Regions from separate parts of the Rattus norvegicus genome. Here region 2 is linked to region 1. Evidence: chromatin contacts called from public Hi-C data. All regions are on one chromosome and are shown on one strand. The core of a region is the stretch at or near the end of the contact, and the rest is flanking DNA. Distances in the headings are between cores, read along the strand shown.

What was found. Hi-C and Micro-C count contacts between places; a contact is called where the count stands out from the background.
Region 2: a Hi-C map of liver shows a contact between it and region 1, with 3 times the contacts expected there. The contact joins the enhancer-like site here to the promoter of Nrip1 in region 1. A contact is called at or near these places in 2 of 12 Hi-C or Micro-C datasets (liver and mammary epithelial cells).

The regions. Positions count from the first base shown.
Region 1 is chr11:28,464,537-28,468,701 of GRCr8, reverse strand. Nrip1 (nuclear receptor interacting protein 1) reads left to right here and starts at 2,290. Exons shown (of 4, transcript NM_001100560.2): 1 at 2,290-2,467.
Region 2 is chr11:28,523,195-28,527,359 of GRCr8, reverse strand. No RefSeq gene overlaps it. Among named protein-coding and RNA genes, the nearest start is that of Nrip1, 59 kb to the right of the region's middle. Within about 2 kb of position 2,484, at least 12 of the 93 cell types and tissues checked have an H3K27ac peak or open chromatin away from gene starts, as enhancers often do. A contact at or near this core is called in liver, where this site is marked.

The sequences.
Region 1 (4,165 bases), core at 1,041-3,540:
GTGCGTGCGTGCGTGCGTGTGTGTGTGTGCAGGGGCCTGAACCCATTGCCTTACACATACTAGCCAAGTATGCTTTATCTCTTTGCCTCATCCCTATCTTAGTTTTACAAAATTGGGTCTGGTTTTGGAACTTCATTGTCCTTGAACTTGCTAAAAAGTCCTAGATGACCTCCAACTTCCCACTTCCCGTCTCAGCCTCCCAGTTGATTACAGCCTTGTACCACTGTGGCTAACTGGACGCATTTGTTGAATCTGCTATAATCTACCACAAAGATGACTTTTAACAAAACTGACATTGGGTTTTCAAAACAAAACCAACAACAACCAGGCCCAATAAAATGAGATACATTTAGAATGTCTTTGTATAATATTAAAAAAAATTTGAAGAGCTAAGTTACAATCATTCTGGTCATTTAATTTGTAATCATTTGCTTTGTGTCAATCCGGGATATATGCTGTCCAAAAGATAATGGTGCCTGGGACAAGTGCTGCCTTTACTAGTTTGCTTTAAGCAGATTTTGAACAGTGGGAAATGCACGTGCTATGCTGTTACATGAGATTTACACATTAGATGAAAACAGATTGCAGAGGTGAATCTCTAGGAGAAGAGAGAGTATTTTAATATGTACTATCAGCATTAAGCAAAAATACTTCTAGCATGCGCTCAGGACTGAGCTAGGGTATAGCTTTATGAAGAATTAATTTGAAAAATTGCCTTTACTTTAAAGATTGGGAACATACTCCAGACCCTGCTCATTTGAAAAATCGGAAAAATAGCTATAGAGCTATTATATAACAGTAAAGAACACAGTGGGGTCCCTTGGATAATTTTTGGTTTCGGTGTACATCAATAACTGCTTCCGAAGGCTACCGAAATTCCTAAGAATATGAAAACGTGTGTATGAGAGTAGACAGCTTCATCCACAAAATTGTCTTAGTCAGTAAGTATTTTAACACAGGCATAGCACTTCAGAGTTTAGGGTGAACCAAAGATGTACTTTAGAGTGGTTTTTTTGTTTTTTTTGTTTTTGTTTTTGTTTTTTTTTATGTCAAGCGAAAACAACTTCTGCAAATGATTCTTTTCATGGCAAGATGCTAGAGTCAAAAACAAACGTGACATCTGGGGTAGGGGGAGCGTTAAAAGGAGGCTTCACAAGTAACATATGAAGGGAGTAGAGAGAATAGGATTTTAAAGCAGAAAACACAAGGAGAGGAAGAGATCACGGTTTCGTCTTTTTCTCTCCTCCCTCCACTTTCTAGCCTCACCAATCTGTTAGCCCCCCTCAAATTCAGAGGCGGGTTCAGCAAGACCAGGCTGCAGGAAACCCAGGTTTCGCTGCACTGCCACCCTGGCTCCGTGATGTAATTGTTATTTATTGAGACTCTGAACCCAGCAGAGCTGCTTAAAGAAGTGCCAGCCCATCTTCTAGTCCTGTTGGGTCAGATCCTTCCTGGGGGTGGTGCAGATTGGCGGGCAGACCCTACTGGAGACTTCGCAGTGACAAAGCAGCAGAAGATAAACCAGGTTCCTGGGTCCTGCGTCCGTCTAGGGAGCTGAGCTGTGCACTCCTCAGGTCTCCTTCCCAGTTTTCCGCTTGCAATCATGCCATATTTATTACTGGGTCCTACTAGGTGCTGAGGATGGGGTCAAAATGACCTAGAGTTATAGCGCCGTGGCTTCCGGAATTTAAGCGGGACACAGATTTCAAGGAGGTGGAAAATTGAGGGTGGGTAAAGGGCTCCAAGAGAACGCGTATTTGTGGGTTGAAACGGGAGAAAGGGAGACATTTAAGGTGCCAGCCCTTAGGTGGGGAACCTGGGGTAGGGTTAAGGCGCCCCGACTCCCCTTTGGTGCCCCCAGCGTTTGCCCCCGCAAGGGTGACATGGGCTATCGCCTGGCCCCTAGCGGGGAATCTGTCCAGGCGGCTGGCTGGACGCGGCTGGGAAGCCAGGGCGCCGGCTCGGGGAGCAAAGCACCCCCCTTCTCCGGTTCAACCGCGTCCTCCCTCTGCCTTCAAGGCCGCTCAGACCCGGACCCCCACCCGGAGCACCGGCGAGAAGGCCTGCAGACGCCGGGTGGGCTCCCGGGCTCCGGCAAGCCGCCGGGTGCGCGCTCCGCCCGGGTGACAATGGGAGGGAGGGGCAGAAAAGGGTTAAGAAACTTGGCTGAAGAGCTGAATGGCGTGGAGCAGCGAGGGGAGGGACCCGGCCGCCGCGAAGTCGGCGGCGGAGGGAGGAGCGCGGCTGCGGCGGGCGGGCGGCGAGCGAGGCGCTCAAAGTCAGCCTCGCAGACATTGCAGCAGAGCCCCGAACTCGGGAGGCGACGGCGACCGCGGCGCAGGCGGAGGACGAGCCGGCCCCAGCCCGCCGGTGCGCAGCGCCCGTGGCCTCGCGCGGCCGCAGGGCACGGCTAACCTGGGAAGGAGGGAGCGACGCGGATCGGCGGCCCGGAGCCGCGGCGGCCTCGGTGAGTGGCGATCGCGGCCCGGGCTCCGTGCGGAGCTCGCTGAGCGGACGCCGAGCCGCCCGGGCACGGCCTGGGTGCGCGGCCCGTGGAGGCGGCGGAGGCCGGGGGAGGCCCGCGGGGGGCTCCAGGGACACGGATCCCGGGGACAGCGCGCCGCCGCGCCCCTCTCCGGCTCTCCCCGGGAACTCGCGGGCCCGGCCGGCGCAGCCGCCAAGTTGTGGAGTTCCCAGCCGCGGGCTCGTCCGTGCCAGCCTTGGCGCGAGGGGCGCAGCCGCCCTGGGTGTAATGCGCCGGGACCCACGCGGGTGGCCGGATCGCGGGGCCCGGGTCGAGCTCGCCCGCCCGCCCGGCTGCCCCCGTTGGCCCCGAGCCCCGGGCGCTGGCTGCAGCCCCGCTCGGTCCTGCCGCCCAGCGGTGCTCGCGGTGGCGCCCGCGCAGCTCCCCGCCTATCGCCGGTTTCTCCCTTGCGCGGTGCTCGCCGATTCCCGGCCGGGAAAAGTGACTCGGAGAAGGGACAGCGCTGAGCCCCAGGCCCGGCCTGCTGGGCACGAGCTCCCCGCCTGCCGAGGAGGGCGAGGCCCCTTGCACCCGAGGCCTCAGCCCAGTTCCCCCAGCATCCGAGAGGGGTTCACTCGGGTGAGCCTGGTGAAGTCCTGAGAGACTGCTCTTCTCTCTGGTGCCACTGTCCTCCTTACTACTATTGTTGCTAGAAGAAACCCTCTTCCGCGGAAACATTCCCCTAGACCCTCCCATCCTTCCCAAAGTAGTTTCCAAATTTTAATCAGGAGTTGATATTCAGACGGAAGGAACAAAGGAATCCACTGTGTTTAAAAGGCGGACAGGCAGTGAGTCTGACACATGTTGATCTCTGAGGCATTCCACGAGTTTCTACCTTCCATCATGTCAGAAATTTAATTGGATTCTGGCGGTCGCAAACGAAGTATGAAACGTTAGGTAATTTTACGTTAAAATACTTTACTTTTTTAAATTAATGGATCATTTTAGTTAGAGGGAAGTCCGGACATTGTTAGGTGCAAGAACTTTTAACTCTTTTTTTTTTGATGGCACCAGGCTGGAGTTTGTCTGCTCTTGTAACTGATTGTGACACTGAGCGAAAACAGTGTTTTTAGAGAAAGAGAGACAGTCTAAAAGTAAAACAAGATTGGAGTGTCTGTGTGTCTGTCTGTCTGTGTGTATGCTTAAACGATGTGTAGTCTATCTCTTGGGTTTTGTAAAGCAGGGACTTCGGTAATTCATTCTTTAGAGTTATGAATTACATTGAACCCGCTTATTAGTGAATCATGGGTTTAGCAAGTGGGCGGCATCTTCCAGATGCAATTATCCAGTGTTTAATCATCAGGTTGCCACCTTTGTCTAAGAGACGGAGTCGACTTTTTAAGCAAACGGTGGGTGCTTCACATGCATGGCCCCTAAGAGTGGCTGCAGCCTGGGAAAATGTTGAAATCTTCCCCTTCCAAGTGAGTTGCCCTGGTTTGGCCCAGCAGTTTGTCCATAGGGTTTAATTGATCCAACAGGAACTTTCTGTGTAGGACTTAGTAGAGACAAAGGAGAGTCAGTCATGCCGCAGGCAATACCTGCAAACTGGAGCCTCACCCCAGCCTGTTCTATACTGTACTGGGAAGACTCCACACTTAAAGTACAAGGAGCGAGAAGAAAATATCCTTAAAAAGTATACTT
Region 2 (4,165 bases), core at 1,235-3,734, 58 kb before region 1:
TAGGACATTATTTATTCTTAGAATGCTTAGACTTCTCTTTCTCGGTTCTAATTTGAAGATTCAATGGTTTAACTCAAACCGGTAAGTTTCCCCTAAAAATGAACAAGATGCCATTAGCCATGAGGCCTGAGAACTGGCAGAAGGAGTCTTCTTCCTGACAGAAGCTACGGCCGGAGGGCCTCCAGATCAAATGAGAAACTAGGAGCCATTAAAGCTGTAATGCAGTGAAGTGTTCATGCCACCAAGTTATTTGGAGAACATCTGGAAGGTGGAGAGGACATGGTTATTATATAAGCGTTACTAATATGCCCTATAGAAGATACTTGGGAATATTTCATTGCTATTCATTTATACAAGAACAACGAGACTCTTTATACATATAATAAAGCTAATTTTACATTTAATAGACACAATTTTATTTCGCATTAATAAAATGAGAATAGTATTAAATTTTAGAAGTGAGTAAAACTTTTATAACATTAGGCTTATCTTTCTGGCTTCTATTTGCCAATTAAAATGCTCTTGCTTCAATCTCTTCAGATTAAATTGAATTTTATAATGCTCTCTGTATTTTTCTTTTAGGAGTATCAGCATTGTTTAAAAAGAGATTCCACTAGGTTGTCTTGTCGAGGTGGCTCAGAAGGTAAAGGTGTAACCTTGGCAACTTGAGTTTAATCTCCAGAAGCCAGTTGTAGGAGCAAACCAAGGTCACACAGGTCAGTTGTCTTCTGAGCTCTACAGGCTACGTAGGACAAATGTGTCCCTTAGGCTCACACTCACAACAAATAAAATATAATTTTTTTTAAAAAAGGTAGGATTTCCACAACAAGCTGTTTCTTATATTTATTTTCACATACTCTGTCATTCCTATCTGTTGTCTGTTTGATTTTTGAGACAGCTTCTCACCCTGCAGCTCAAGTTGGCTTTCCCTTAACTCCTCCGGCTTCTGCCTTCCAAATTCTGGGATTATCAGCATGTGCCCTGATGAGCTGTCGTATTTTTAGCTGAATGATAATGATTTGGTTTGGTTTGGTTTGGTTTTGTGTTTTTCTGATCAATAAGAAATTGAGGATGCTTAATTCTAGGAAATTTTAGCCGTTACTTAGGAAGCATTATAGAAGGTCTCGCTGGTTCCAAGAGAAGCTGTATCTTCCGTCATTTCATCCTTAAAATACCACTGAGCTAAGCACTTGTATTCTTTGCGTTTCTCAGGCGAGCAGGCTGCAGCTTAGAACTTAAGTCTTCTGACTTTGTCTCATAGGTTAAAAACAACAACAACAACAACAAAAAAAAAAAAAAAAAAAACAGAAAACGACCCAGCTATCATTAGAACCCAGGTCACAATGACTCTCTCGCCCGACTGCAACTTTAACCTGTTACATAACTGATTCTTAAGTTTCTAGTTCTGCGACCTCGACCTTCCCTGTGTCTAGCTAAGTCATCACAGACCACGAGCTGTTGCTCTCTGCTCCAACATCCTCAGCCAGTTTGGCATACATGTTTGATCAGGCTGGAAACGTCGGCATTTCTAGCCCTTACACGTCACCTCCCATGCTTTATTAAGCCCGGGAAAAGCCCCAATGCCTTGGTCAACTTTAACGGCTAAAATGCCCTCTCCCAGAGATGACCTTGCTGAGTGTCATTTCTTGGTAAGTAGATCTCTGCTGCCGATGACTTTTGATTCCTCGTCACGCTGCTATTTGGTGTCAGGGAGGAGTACCTTGGAAGAGGCAGCCCATCTTGAGCTCTTATAAAGGGAAACAGGTGGCTGGTCACGCTGGACACATTCCCTCTGGCAGCGGCGGTAAAGCTACAATGTGTATTTAGCATTTTAATTGAGGCTGGCATTTGCAGAACTACTTTTCTCTTTATAAGTCTTTTCAGATGAATGGAAACCAAAATAGAAAGTATTATGACTTCTTCCTGTGTGTCGTGAACATTTAGCTCCAGAAGACGAAACTTCCCCGTACTTTGCTCAGACGGTGGGATTTGCCTGCTCTGAGGCTAACAGTCAGTAGACAGAAAGAAAAGCGAGTACACACAGGTGTTCGGCGAACAGGGAGAGTAAATGTTTTTGTCAACATTTTCATCAACTTTCCCCACCATCTCCAAGACTCTCCAAATAGAATCTGCTGACTTGAGTGCAGGGTCAGTGACTCACAGCCAGGTAGCAGAAAGCAAACAAGCTCAACAAAAGGGACTTCATATGGAAATAGTAGTTCCTTATTGCTAATGAAAGCTAAGTTTTTCACAAAATAGTAGGAGGGGGCGGGGTGGGGCGCGCCGTCGGGGGTGTGGGTGGGGGTGGGGGGACCCGCTACTGTGGTTCCTGTTGAGATTCGCATAGCCCCAGCCTCAAGAAATACAAGCACCCTCTAACAACTGCTTCCCTCCCCTTCCTCTCCCAACTCCTAGAGTGCACCAGAGGCATTCAGTTCCTCCGTGAAAACGCTCCTGAACCCGATCCAGTGCTGCTCCTACCCACGCCACTTCCCAGAAGCTAGCTTTGCCAAGGTCTCCAGTAACACGCTCACTGCCAAAACCAAATGGCAAGCCTCCATCGTGATGCTCCTTGACCTACGTACAGAATTTGACACTGCTGATAACCAATTACACAACTCTCCCTTCTTGGCTTCTGAGCCGCTTTCCTCATTTAGCCGGCATCTCACTCCATCTGATTTAGACACCCCTCAGCCTGTATCACCCCCACCACCACACCACCACACCACCACCACTGCCGCCGCCACACCACCACCACCACCACCACACCACCACCACCACACCACCACCACCATCACCACCACCACCACACCACCACACCACCACCACTACCACCACCACCACACCACCACACCACCACCACTGCCGCCGCCACACCACCACCACCACCACACCACCACCACCACACCACCACCACCACCACCACACAACCACCACCACCACACCACCACCACCACCACACCACCACACCACCACACCACCACACCACCACCACCACCACCACACCACCACCACCACACCACCACACCACCACACCACCACACCACCACCACCACACCACCACCACCACCACCACCACCACCACCACCACACCACCACCACACCACCACCACACCACCACCACCACCACCACCACACCACCACCACCACCACCACCACACCACCACCACCACACCACCACACCACCACCACTACCACCACCACCACACCACCACACCACCACCACTGCCGCCGCCACACCACCACCACCACCACACCACCACCACCACACCACCACCACCACCACCACACAACCACCACCACCACACCACCACCACCACCACACCACCACACCACCACACCACCACACCACCACCACCACCACCACACCACCACCACCACACCACCACACCACCACACCACCACACCACCACCACCACACCACCACCACCACCACCACCACCACCACCACACCACCACCACACCACCACCACACCACCACCACCACCACCACCACACCACCACCACCACCACCACACCACCACCACCACCACCACCACCACCACCACCACCACCACCACCACCACCACCTCCCAAGGGCTTTCTCTTTGCTGTTTTGCTGTTCCTATGTTTCATCTCTGGCTGTCTCACAGTTAGCACTGGTCACTACCCGTTTATTATATTAGAATCCCAGTGCCTAGACAGTGATTGCAAAATAGGGAATGCTCAAAAGATGTCTTTGAATCCACCCAATTATTTAATAGATCAACTACTATATGTGCTTCAGTCTTGTATATTTACTTGACAGAAATACAAGACACAGGACCAACCCATCGTACTACTTCTTTTTTGTTTTGTTTTGTTTTCTTTTGCACAGCCTGGCTTAAAACTTACTATGTGTCAGAAGATGACATTGGACTTCTGATCCTTCTGATTTCTGGGATTTTATGCATGTACCACCAAGCCCAGTCTACTCAGCATTGAGGATTGATCTCATGACTTCATGCCTGATCAGCAAACACTCCAAAGACTATGCTATATTTCTCTCTCTCTCTCTCTCTCTCTCTCTCTCTCTCTCTCTCTCTCTCTCTCTCTCCACTTATACTAAACAATTTCATCTTCCTTTACTTTTCCCACACCCAGCATCCATGCATGAATAAATGAGACTGATAAATGACAACACTCC